Linked DNA regions of Rattus norvegicus: region 1 is linked to region 2. Evidence: chromatin contacts called from public Hi-C data. All regions are on one chromosome and are shown on one strand. Each heading gives the region's core, a stretch centred on a gene start, on an enhancer-like site or on the middle of the called end of the contact. The rest is flanking DNA. Distances are from core to core; before and after follow the strand shown.

The links. A called contact is a pair of places that touch in the nucleus more often than the background predicts.
Region 1: a contact with region 2 is called in a Hi-C map of Schwann cells, with 8 times the contacts expected there. The contact joins two enhancer-like sites. A contact is called at or near these places in 6 of 12 Hi-C or Micro-C datasets (the Rat2 cell line, Schwann cells, frontal cortex and 3 more).

What each region holds. Positions count from the first base shown.
Region 1 is chr11:80,155,139-80,161,594 of GRCr8, forward strand. All of the region lies in intron 33 of Kalrn (kalirin, RhoGEF kinase), which reads left to right. Among named protein-coding and RNA genes, the nearest start is that of Umps, 150 kb to the right of the region's middle. Within about 2 kb of position 5,048, at least 9 of the 93 cell types and tissues checked have an H3K27ac peak or open chromatin away from gene starts, as enhancers often do. A contact at or near this core is called in Schwann cells, where this site is marked.
Region 2 is chr11:79,970,677-79,977,495 of GRCr8, forward strand. All of the region lies in intron 9 of Kalrn (kalirin, RhoGEF kinase), which reads left to right. Among named protein-coding and RNA genes, the nearest start is that of Kalrn, 210 kb to the left of the region's middle. Within about 2 kb of position 4,660, at least 2 of the 93 cell types and tissues checked have an H3K27ac peak or open chromatin away from gene starts, as enhancers often do. A contact at or near this core is called in Schwann cells, where this site is marked.

The sequences.
Region 1 (6,456 bases), core at 3,798-6,297, 180 kb after region 2:
GGGAGAAAGAACAAAAGGAAAATGTCAAAGAACTTTTAAATGTGTTCTGGGAACAGCGCTCCTTTGGCGTTCACTGCATTTCCTTGGCAAATGAATTTCTATGACAGATAAACTCTTTTAAAGTTACTTGATTAAAGATAATTCTCATTCAGAAGTAATTTGTAGAAGGGAAATTAATTCTTGACGGCACCGTCTCGGGAGACTATGAAGAAATTGTCTGTTACAGGAGGGTAAGATGCGAGCGTGGGCTAGGGATGGGAAGCTAAAGGACAGCCACAGGCCCTGGGCGCATGCGCTTCTGTGTTCTGTCACTGAGGTTTTTCTTTCAGTTCAGGAAACACTGAATGAGCAGGTGCAGGTTTGAAGATACAGTCTCAAGGGACCTCAGTTCAAGTTACAGAGTGTGACCCAAAATTTACAGAAAACAGGTAGCAGTAACAAAGACACTTATATGAACCCTGCCCTTAAATACTTTAAATACTGTAGCTGGGTACCTAAGCTTGTGCTAAAAATGGTGGTGCACACTTGTAATCCTAGCACTTGGGGCAGAGGCAGACAGACCTCTGTGAGTTAGAGGTTAGCCTAGGCTACATAGCAGGTTCCAGGCCATCTAGGACTACATAGTAAGACCCTACACACACACCCCAAAAGAGAAGAAAAAGTAAAAAGATTGTCTAGGTACCTAAACTTCTGATATTACAGTGAAATGAATAATGTGATATAAATGTAATAAGTAGCATAATGTATCTGCTGTACTAAACACTATGTTACAGTCACCTGAGCTTATGTTAAATGCTGTCATACAGGGTCTGTAGTAGCAACTTTCCTCATTGCCATACAAAATATTTGACAGAAACAACTTAAATGACAAACAGTTGATTTGACTCACGGTGTCAGAGAGTACAGCCAAGGAAGGCATGGGAGTGGCTCTGGTGGCAAGAGAGTATGACACAGCTCCTCCCATAGTGACTGGACCAGGAGACAGAGAGCTAGAATGGAGGTGGATGCGATCCTTAAACACCCACCCTCAGTCACTTACTCCTACCCTTTTCCAAAAACCCCAAGTCCCAAAGATTCCACAACTCCCAAAACCAGCTGGAAACCAGGTACTCAAATGTGAGCCCGTGGAGACATTCTAGATACGAGCTGTAACAGGGACTGAGCTTATATTAGTGTCATTGACACTATACACTATACACATTAGTGTCATATACGTGACTGTGATGTACATGACTGTGACAGAACAGGCAATTCTGTAGCCCTGGGCTATAACAAGTTCTGCACCCCTCACATCACACGTCAGCAGGGGTCACACACGTGCACTCAGACACAAACAGCGCCCGCTTTTGCCGTCGTCCCTTCGGCACTTATCACTGACATTTGTTGACGTCGCCCTTTTATCCTGTTTTCTGACTACTACTTAGTACAAGCTCCAGGTAGACAGAAGCGTTTGCCTTCGGTGCCAAGTTCCCATGTCCTGTGGGAGCCCCTGGTACGGAGCAAGCTTTCCATGCCTATCTGTTCAATAAGTAATAAGTCTCTCAGTAAGGAGACTGAACTCAAGCCTAAAGGAGCAAGACAGCTTCGCAGGTTGGCACTGAGGAGATGAACGCTCCAGGCAGGAAGGGCCACTGGACATGTGAAGATCCAGGGGTCGGCCATTGTGTGCCTGGGTCTGTAGAGGGCAAGTTTTCAGGGCAAAAGTTAAGATCAGAGAGGCAGGTGGAAGAGAGTCAGACACGAGGGTTAGGAACCTGAGCATTTTCTTTATGGCCTTGCTCTATCTCAGAGTATGTGACCCTGGGAAGGCTCCTACACATCATACCTCCATAACCTAAAATCGGTTTGCTCCACATTACCAGACAATCCTACCCAAGGGTAAGACTCTGCAGATCCCGGGGTTCCTTGTGTTCTCACTCCTTTGTTGGACAGCCCGAGGTCAGTGTCAGGCCCTGGGAAACTCTATGGCCTTGGTGGCAAACACGTAGTGACTTTTTTGCTGAGGGAATGAATCCTAGTTTTCTTACTGTACTCGCCCCCTGCTCTGCTGTGTAGAGCACCTTTCCTTGCTTAAGCTGTGTGACTGATATTAAAAAGAAAAAAATCTTCAGGTAGCTATGATCCACAGCTATAAAGCAGTGTCAGGACTCCACACAAGCACTACAGTGTTGTAAAAGCCCAACTTCTGTCTCTGCCCTGGCCTGAGTCCTCTGAAGAGGCTGAGAGAGAAAGCACAGCTGCATCTGCTTCAAAGATGGCACCGTCTTTATCATCTATGTGCCACTAGTCCCTGCTCACCTGTGCCATCAAGACAGGTCTGGGAACCAACCAAGGCTTGTTGCCACATGCCCCTCCTCTCACCCTGAGGGAGCCCCCTTTGCCGTCCTGAAGTCCAGTCTCTCTGAAAGGCTCTACCCCAGTGGTGCCCACGGTAGACAGGCTCTCTCTTGTTTGCCAGCTCTGGGCTCCATCTAGACACTCCTTTCCTCACTGACACGATACTAGAGAAAATCTGAAGCTGAGGCCATCCCTCAGTAAGAGTTTCTTCTGCCTCCCAGAAGCTGAAAGGAGGCCCCGAGCATCCCCAAAGGTGCAGTTCCAAGCTCTCCCACCCGCTACTCCCACAGGGTCTGGTTTTCCCCAAAGATAGAAGAGAATCTGCTCTCCTTCTAAGAACTACCTTAGAACTCAGCTGCAGCATGGGTGTTTCCAGAACCTGGGATTCCCATCACCAAACCCCCTCTCCCTGACATATCATTCCATCCAGGACATGTTTCGAACCAAGTTGGTCCACTCTAACCACTGCAGTTTAAAATGCAGGGGAAGCAGCACAGGAAAGAAACAAACAATAACATTATAAATATGTCCAAATTCGATTTTCCCTTTCCTCCCTGAATGATCTGTCTGTTCTCAATCCTGTTTGATCTAATTGCCTCATATTTAAAAGTGAATACACTCCCCCAGCCCTGGTTCTTGGAGGGTATACACTCCTGACTTTACCCATTGTCAAAGGTGTTAAGTCTTACTTCTAGCTTAAGTGTTCTGCTGGGAGCTACATCTTACTCTTCTTCTGTAATACCTCACCACCACCACCACCATCATGATCACTACCCAGCCATGGTTGTCAGGAGGAAGGGAGGCAAAGTCCTACAGTTTTCAGCCTTAGCTGCTCAACACCACTGAGCTGTTTAGCAGGACCAAGTACTGGCTGGAACATCACATGCAACCTCAGAGGCTCAACCAGCCATGCCACTCGTGGAACCTCCAACTCCTCCCACACACTGTCCTTCAATGAACAGCCCCCCCCCATTAATCTGTCACTTCACATTTCAGTGAGGCATATTCAGTGACGGGGAGCTGAATCTTGGAGGGAAGCCACATATATACTTCTAACATTTCCCAGATGATACAGCCAGGCTGTAGCAGAACTTCAGTTCAGACCCAGAGCTGCTGAGATCAAACCCAGATTCTCAATCACCATATTATCTTGAAGGCTCTTACCCTGACCAGTTCCCATAGCCACCACTACCACCAGCAGATACACTGCATGTGGGATAGAAACACTGAATGTATGGCAAGAAAAGCCCAAAACACCAAAAATTGTAAGGAGACAGTTAGAGCCCTTAGCTCTTAGTATATGCTGTAATGTGTGTGCACACATGTATGCACACACAGGCATGCATGCACACACACGTGTGCATGCACACACACACACACACACACACACACACACACACACACCACACAGGGCTACAGTTCTTTTTAATGGTATCAAACCATGGAGCTGTAGGTTGTTCCATTGTTGAAATAGCACCATAGAAAGGGAAGAAATCGAAAAGTTAATAATCACTATGAAACTAGGCATAATAGTACACACCTTTAATCCCAGTACTTGGGAAGCAGAAGCAAGTGGATCTCTGAGAGTTCAAGGCTTTGTCTACATAGTGAGTTCCAGGACAGCCAAAGTCTAGGCTATATAGAGAGACCCTGTCTTTAACAAAATAAAAGACAAACAAAAAAATATCCACCATAAAAATGATAGTTCAGTAGCTGAGTCAGAATATAGTCTTATGGTATACATACATGCACAAATCATCTAAAATGTGGGGCGTGTCCTGTGTCTTAAGTGTTGAAGTCTGTGGAAGTGCAAACCCCCCTGTCAAGATGTCTGTCAAAGAATGTAGACATGTTAGGATATAGGAACCATGACCTCCAGGAGAAAGGAGGAGTGGAAAACGATCTCAGGAGGGATGGTGCCATCATCGAGTCCAGGAGCAGAAATAACCAAGACCTATACAAGGCATCATCCGGAAACCAAGTAGAGAAAACATTTGGAGAGGTAGAAGCCAAACAAGTTGGGAGTGTGAGGAAACCCAGGATTCTGGGATGTGCTGACAGACCAGAGGCCACATGTAAAGTGACTGTACATTCTGAAATGAGTAGTCATAGCAGCCCATAAAGCGGAACTTGCAAAAAGGCTTCAGTTGGCAGTGAGGACTAAGGTTAGCACGCGGCTGGCTGGCAGACAGAAGAAAGAGTTTTAGTAATTTACAATGCTGTCATATCATATATAACTATCTCAACTAGTTTGTCCAAATGTATTTTGAGATCTGGGTGGGTAGGTGGTTAATCCAGGATAAGCCATAGTGGGACATGTAGGACAGAGGAGGGAGAGGAGGAGGGCGAGGAGGAGGAGGGGGAGAAGGAGGAGGAGAAACATCACCACCACCACCACCACCACCACCACCACCACCACCACCACCACCACCACCACCACCACCACCCCTGGTGCACACTGTGCTGGAAGGGCACACAGGCGAGAACCAGGAATCCTGGATCACGCTTGCTAGGGTTCTAACCAGACCCTACAAGTTGCCTTAGTCTCTGGTTGCTCGTTTCCTAATTAGGAATTCCTTCCAAGAAACAGTACATACCAGCTGTGATACACAATGCCTTCCTTGTGGTTTCTGCCTAGACTAGAGGTGTACTCGGAGGACTCTTTTCAGAGCCTGCCTTAAGCTAAGTTGGTGGTTTCCTTTTCTAACTCCTAGCTGTTGCTGCTCTCTAGTGGCCAACAGTGCCTGCCAAGAAGGTCCAAATAGTAAGGCCGGGAGGGGAAGGTGGAGCTTCACTTTACAGGCATGCAGACTAGGGAGAAGTAGCCTAGGGTGTCTGGAGGGAGTGTGACTGTACATGCAGAGTAGAACAGGAGGGGAGATGGTGATCAGAAAGGGTCATCTCGAGAGCCCACATCTGAACATCTGAGGCTTGGTCACAGTCTGCCTCTTGAAAACAATTACTTCTGGTCTTCGGCCTGGTTTCCTCTGACATTCAGCTTTCTAGCGTCCTGTGACAGTAGACTCTTTGCATGGTTGTCTAGAGGCATTCAGAGAAACTCACAGCTTTCGCCCTTCTCTCTAATCTCAGGTTTCTCCCACCCACCCCTGCTCCCTCCTCTGAAGGTCAGCAGGAGTCTTCACAGACTTTCTCTTTCCTGTGATGCGGGAAATTTCCTCCCACAGACACAATCAGAGCCGTGGCGCAGGCAGCCTTGTTCAAGTTCAAGGCTTGCTGGGATGGCCTCTCTCCTGACAGGATTGTCACTCCATGGGTGAAGGCTCTGCCTGCTTGGCCCACCTGGGCCCTATCTCTGTTGATAACTTGTGTGGGCTCTCCAAAGGCAAAGAAGTTCAGAAGGAAATGGGGAGTAGGAGCCCCTCCCCTTAACACTCGTACTAAACGTCAGGTCTGTGCTCTCTGAAGCCTGGGAGAGGCGGCGATAAAGAACAAGCAGTAGGTGCACATAAAAATAATAAATATGTTTAAAGATAGAGAATAAGTCAGTCAGTGGTGGCACACGCCTTTAATTCCAGCACTCGGGATGCAGAGGCAGATGGATCTGAATTTGAGGCCAGCCTGGTCTACAGAGTGAGTTCCAGGTCAGCCAGGGCCACACAGAAACCCCGTGTCAAGAAAACAAACAAACAAACAAGCAAAAAAGCAAAAAGAAAAAAAAATTGAACACTTGTGAGTGAGGAACACACAGACATGAGACCAGGCCACTTTGAAGACGCCTGTGGAAAGCTCTGATCTGGCCCTGGATGTCCAAGAGCAGAATGAGTCTCCCTCCGAATTTTGGAGGAGTTCACCGTTGTCTTTGTTTTACTGTAGCTTTTGAAGTCTGCCTCCCTGGAGCACTTGATTTGTTGTGTCTCACCTGACTCCTCCTCCTCTGGGCACAGAAGGCTTTGGGGTGGTCTTTTATAAAATATTTCCTAGTGCTGTGCTCCAGGGTGGGCTTTTAATTCTTCCTATCAGCCTCTTGAAACATCGGGTCAGCTTAACTGTTCTTGCTCTTCAACTGCGGGAAATCTTCTTCTACATAAGAAGTCTCTCTAGAACTGGTTTGATCATTTCTCTCATATTTTAAATCTTCTGTTTTCCATCCTTTATGTC
Region 2 (6,819 bases), core at 3,410-5,909:
TGACCTCATGTCTTGATGGGGGATGAGGTGTACTAACGGAGTAGGGGTGGGTGTTAGCATAGTTTTTGGCTTTTTTTACTGGGACCTTATATCTACCTGCCTTCCAACCTTTACTCCACCCTAATCCCTTCTAACCCCCACAACAGTAGGTAGGGGAGAAAGGTTAGAGGGAAAGGGGGGCACAGACCTCTTTAGACTACTTCCTGCGGACTAGGAGCATTGGATCCCTTGGGGGCAAGTCCGTCTCCATGGCCAGGACAGCTCCAACCAGCAATCCAGCAATAGCAAATGCAGCAGCAAGGGGAACAGCAGCTGCCAGAGGCCTTCTCAGGGGCATTTATGTCCTCTCCAGAGCCCCCAGAATTAAACTGTCTGCAGCTGGCAAAAATCACAAACCCCAAGAGCACGAGACAATCACAGCGGCTGTGGACGAACTGAAGCGTCTCCATATTCCACACCTGGGATTAAAACAAAAACGTATTCACATAATGTAACCGGGTTTTAAAAGAAACCAAAATTCTCACTCGCTACCAGTGGGGCAGCATACTGGGGCCACTAGATTATTGATCAATGAAGCTGTGCTTTGACAACCGATTTAAAGCAAGGGCTGTCAATCGCTGTACATCTCACGGTCAGAGGTCACTTCCGGCTTTGTCTGTCTTCTCTGTGTTATTGTGCTAGTCTCCACTCATTCGTCGCTCTAGTAATAGTAAGATGATTCTTTCTGGCTGTAACAATATAGCCACGCCACCAATGCCCGCCCACTCAGAGGAAATTGCCCATTCTTTCCCCCTTACGTTTTCTGTTTTGGACTCTGGGGACCCTGGGAGCTTTGCCCAGAGGATCATACACTGAGAAGGAAAGCTGAGTAGAATCTGGACTCAAGATCAAGGCCAAGGTCATCTCCCTCTGCCTTTACTGGAGAGGCAGGGTGAGACACTCGGATGCAAATATTTTTGTCAGGCTCCATGGCCATGGCTGCTGAGGAATTTTGGTATCTGACCCAGGAGATGTCAGTTAACGTTCCTTCCATTCTCCTATGCTGTTGGGTGAGTCTAGTCAAGAAAGAGAAAGAGAGAGTGAGAGCCTGGGCACACGTCTTCACAGCTCCTGTTGACAAGAGTCTTCACAAGGTGCCCAAGGTGGACAGGCAGGATAGGGACGATGCTGACCACTGTTACACATCCTGGGAGCCAGAGGGGGGTTGGCATGAGTGCACAGGCCTCAGGCTTCCTCTTCCTTCTTGGGATCCCCTAACTCCTCTTTGGCACCCCCTTCCTGACTGACATATGATGGAGTCATCAGAAAGATACCTCAGTCTCCAAGGGGTGAGCACGGCTGATATGCCAATCGGCTCTGAGACCTGGGGCTGGCAGGAAAGGAGAAGCAGAGGAGTTAGCTGCCTGCTCAGGCCATCTGGAGCTGTCTAGATAAATTCGTCACCCTGAGCTCAGAGATCAGGGGAGCTGTCTGAGCTGCAAGTGAGAGAGAAGAGTGAAGTGCCAGCCCCACAGAGACCAAAGGTGGGTGTGGCCACATCCATAAACTCTCTGTGACTGGCCAAGGTGACGTTGGATACCAGTACAAGTGGGATAGTGTGTTGGGCTCCTCTTCCCCCTCCTGCTGCGACACAGGCAGGGCTCTGTGGAGCTACAGAACAGCTCTGGGGGTAGAAGCGTGTCCCACGTGACTCTCTTGGATCTGTAGTCATCAGACTTTCTTGTGGCCATGTGGCATCTCTCAGAGTGAGGAAGATGTAATGACAATGTGGCTATTCTACCACATCTGAAAAGTAAGTGCCTCAGTTTATCATATTGTCGGCACCATGGGAAGGCAGACAGAAGATTGGGAGATGAGTGGGGATGTTTCACAGTCACTGAGTTCTTAGAACGCTCAGCTCCACTCTTCTCTTTAGGGGGTGCAAAGGTGGCTTTTGAGAGCTTAAATGTTCAATGGCTCGCTCGCCGTCCCACTTGCTTCCTCATTGGCTTGCTAATTCTCTGCACGTTTAGACGTGCCTAGGTGGGAGAAAACTGAAGATAAGGCTGAGCGAACCTGCTGCCGAGTCTCAGGCCCCTGCCTGACATCCAGACCACCATTTGTGCTGGGGGATGTCTGTACTCACAGGCACGAGGGTCGGAGGGATGAACATAGGCTTCTGTCTCTTGACTCCCCGCCTATCATGAGCTTGTCCTTGATGGGGTCACGGACTACGCAAGTTATTTCCATGCTCCAGACTGGTGTGGAAGTTTGTATCTATAACCCTAGCACTTACGATGAAGAATTTTAGGCCATTGTACGCTGCATAGTGAATCCAAGGCCAGCTTGAGTTAAGTGAGGCTCAGTTTCAAAAACTGGAGTCTTGATAACATACTTGTCATCGAATCCCATCATCATTTAAAAATCATGCATCTCGTTCATTTCAGTCTATTCAAAAACAGAGATCAGGATTTCTTTCTGAGTTCTTTATAGCTTTCGTTAAGCCGGGGTTCTCTTTATGCTTGAGAGATTGACCTGGAATTATCAGAAGGCCCTCCCCTTGCTTCTATCAAGTGACTACTTGGTCCTCCCTCACCCATGCAGTAGGTATCACAGCCAAGGGGACTGTGATAGAACAGCTTCGAGTTCTTGGTGTTCATGGCTCAGTCTGAGGACACGGGGATGGAATCTCAGTGCCCATGGGTGTGTGATGCTCATGATTATCCAAAAAGTTCCGGTCTCTTCCGTGGGCCCTGAACTAAACTACATACCGGTGAGACACCAGGCTAGTTCATTAGAAAGACACAGGGAAATAAAAAGCACAGGTCTACCATAGCAAGCCCGGCAATGTGCAGGGTGGCTGAGTACTACTGCAACACTTTCAGGCAAAGGAGTGAGGGTCAGGATTGGTGTCTTAAAGAAAGAGAGTTTTCTGAAGCCTACACATAGTCTGGACCCAGGATAGGTAAGCACACTTGGGATCCACAGACGTTTTCTCAGAAGCCTGCATGGGAGGCTCATGTGCAGGCACCATCAGGCGGGGCAAAGCAGAATGGTAGACACCAGAGCATGGGCTCAGGAGTCGGTGAATCCTGTTTTCAACATGTCTGATCTCTGTGACCAGCAGAATACAGACAACCCACTGCATCCCATGATGCTTCTGGGCTTCCCCCTCCCCGACTCCTAAATCAGAATTGATAACAATGGCACCCTCCTCTAGACACAGAATCAAACACAGTAGCTGCCTATCACATAATCACATTCTCTCTTCATGGTCCTCGGGTGCCCCCTGGTGCTTGTGCTGTTGGGGACTCCCCAACACCTGCTGTGTTAAGTTGGCTGATAAAGGAGTCCATTCCGTTCAGTGACTAAATCTCAAAGCTCAATAGAGCCAGTAATCAACATAGCCAGGCGAACTAACTATACAGTGGGGGGAATCTAATCCCAGCAATGTCAAGTGACTTGGTTATAACCACACGGCTAGGTTATGGTAGGGTCAGGAGCAGAAAGTAGATAGTCTAGTCCACATTCCAGTAGCCTTAGAAAAGGCTCAGGAGAGACACAAGAAGTTAGAAAATAAGATCAGGGAGACAGAAGGATGCACATTACACAGGGAAGACAGACCACACACCCCAGGCAGAGACACAGATTGACAGGCAGTGAGTAAAGAAAGAGGAAAACAGACTTAAAGATGGATGTCATTAGGGCAGGTGAAGCTGCAGAGGGAAGAAACAATGCAAGATGCCGACAGAAGAAAGCGTCAGAGTCTCCTAGTGGGATGACGAAAAGTGTGCCAAGCTCTGCCTGTCTGTCTTCTTGCCCCAGTGCCATTTCTGGAGTTAGATCTTTCCCCAGGAGAGTATTTTGCCCTTTTAGCCTTGAAATCATTGGGAAGCAGAGAAAGATGTCAGTGGGAGAGATTCCATTAACACTTGAGTCTAAGACTGACCCGGTTCCCTTCCCTCGCTCCTGACAGGTGAGTCCTCAGCTTGCTTTCTCCCTGCTAGGTTGTGGGAATGTTGGGAATTTGGCTTACAGGTAAAACTGGAATTTAGATTCATTAACTGAAGAAAGAGAATATTGCTAGCTATTTTGTCAGTGTGCTTTTTTTTTTCATTTTTTCCCCTTCAGCTTAGCACAGAACCATATTGCGCAACAGCCATAAAAGCAGTCCCTGTCAGCATCAACCATTCTCTACCTTGTGACTTTTATGGTCCTGTAACTCTTCTGGCTTCCTGTGTATGCAAAAGCCCTCGTATGTAGACCTCATATGGTTGGAAAGAACCGGGAGTAACTTGTGACTAGATGTCTATTCTTTCTGGGAGAACTGAATTGCTTGTGTATTTTCTTAGTCAGAAAAAAACTATTTTCAGAGCAACCCAGGAGGTCAACTTGTTCTGCCTCCCTTTCTTCCTTGCCTGTTTTTTGTTTTGTTTAGTGACCCTACAGTGTTTTTTGGACTGTCTACTTATGCTAGAAGTTTAAAGCCCCTGCCCCTGAGAAGACATATCACATTAGGACTTATTAGCGTCACACGACCAGAAAGCAAAGGGTGGAGTCCAGCATAGAGCTCCCCCTGGTGGTGGGGTGAGAGTTGCACTGGTCCTTGGTGCATAAGCAGAGTTTGGAGCAGTGTTCTTAGGAAGGTCAGAGTGCAGAGAGCTAAACCATCTACAGGCAGAGCAGAGAGAGGAAGTCTGGCTGATGCCCACTGCTGGCTGGAAGATGTGTGGTGTGTTCACGGTGGTGTGAGTGGGGAACTAGCACCTTTGAGGCTCCTATGCCTCCCTTTGAAAAGAATATCTTGTTTTTAAACGGTCTATTCCCGTAAGCTAATGGGAGTGGCATCAAGATGTTCTGAGCTGACGAAAAGTATTATTAGCACCAGACTTCCTGAGCTGCATGGGAATCTTCCTGCATTAATTTTCCTGGGGCCTCATGTGGAAAATTATAGATTTTACTTTGTTGATTTTGTTTGCCAAAAAACAAAATGCCTGAAAGAGAATTGTGAGTATTTTTTAATTACAGATAATCAATCATTCGTTAACTGTAGTGACTATAACTCCCTAATCAGACTACGTGAGTTTAGCCATTGAATAATCCAATTGGCAATATTATGTAGTAAAAGGTGAGCATTGTAGGTTGCCTTGAAAATGGTCAGCAATAACAACAACAATAACAACAAAAAGTGACCCAAACATGATGAGTCTGGAAACGAACTTTTCCTATACAAGGAGAGATTAAAGTCTAAGAACAAGAGGCTCGCACACCTTGTGCACACAATCAGATCTTAGAGCACACAGATGAAGAGCTGTCATATTAGATTAGAAATGGACTGTTTTTATGCTAAGAGCGTTGGGAAGAAAGTCAAATATCAAAGAAAAGATTAGTTCCAACTCTTGAGACTAAATTATCTATAAAAGGACATTGTTCAGAGCTCAGGATTCGCCATCTGCAGGGGGAAATATGATTGGACATCTAATCCCTTCACTCGCCTTTTCCTATTTAATCCCAACACCGTGAGGTAGGTGGCAGTTTGGTCTCCATCTTTCTGAGAAGGAAATCGAGGCATAGACAGGTTAAGCCAACTCACTTCTGATCCAACACCTAATGGCAGATTATAGCCTCCAACCCAGGTCTACCTGAAGTAGAGCTCATGCTGTTGGCCTACACTTCAGAGCTGAGGGGGGAGGGGAGAATACAACACGCCCAGGCCTAGGGGTAACCATTTAGTGTGGAATGTCACTGTTCAAAGGAGCCCTGGGAGAGGACTTGGTTCCACAGGATGAGATTTACTGACAGCCTGAGACTGATCCTCAAACTCTCTGTGCCACAAAAACAGCCACACTCATTCCCTGCCGCCTTTCCTTGTGTCCCATCGTTTAAGAATCCCTCTCTATACCTCCTTATGGGTAAAACAAATTACCCTAAAATACCCACCCCCGGTTCTCATTTTTCACAGCCTGTGATGTTAACTCAGCCTTGCTGGTTCTGTCCTTTGTAGCACATATTTGAATAAAACCCACTTGCCTGTGGCAATTAATTAGCACTTTAAAATTTCTCACTTAAATTTTTAATGGCGATCATCCACTCATTTAGACATTTTCAAGTACAAAACACACGATTCCTTAGGCAGAACGAAATCCCAGCCAGAGTACCAGGAGGCTTAGCTGAGTGTGCCAAAGGAAGGCGGGAAGGTGGGCAGTAGCTTTGTGACTGGAGTGAAGGTAGGGGGACCACTCCCTTCTCTCTGTGTTCTCACATTATTGGGCATGCTCCATCTTCTCCCTAGGAGGAGGGAGTGGGTGCCACTGCTCTCTCCATTCTCTTGGACGCTGCTGGTTAGATGCTGGCTGCTTTCATGTTCATACCCTTCTTCCCGAGATTTCCATGCTCCTCTTGTACCTGCTTTCTCTGGAACCCATTTTTCCATCCTATACCTGCCCTCTACATCCTTCTCTCTGTGTGCTTTGTTTCTTGTTCCTACTACAGCCCTCTCCCTCGGTGTTGTCTTGCATGCGCTCGTGCGTGCGTGTGTGCGTGCGCGTGCGTGCGTGCGAGCGTGTGTGTTAGTGAAAACTGCATCCTGACTGAAAAGTGATCCTCCAAAGATGATGACCTTGCAAGGCAGGTCTAGCACTTCCCTGTCTGTTTGGGAAGTCTGTCAGAGTGTGGGAGATGATGAGAGGGGTCACTGACCCCTTTACACTTCCCTACGAGCGGTTTACATCTTTAATGTCTTCAATATATTTTTAGTTATGTTCACAAGTAATGAAAGTCACTCTTCAGCATCACTTCTGGGCCTTAACACACTGATTCTAGAGCCCTGGGCACCAGGCT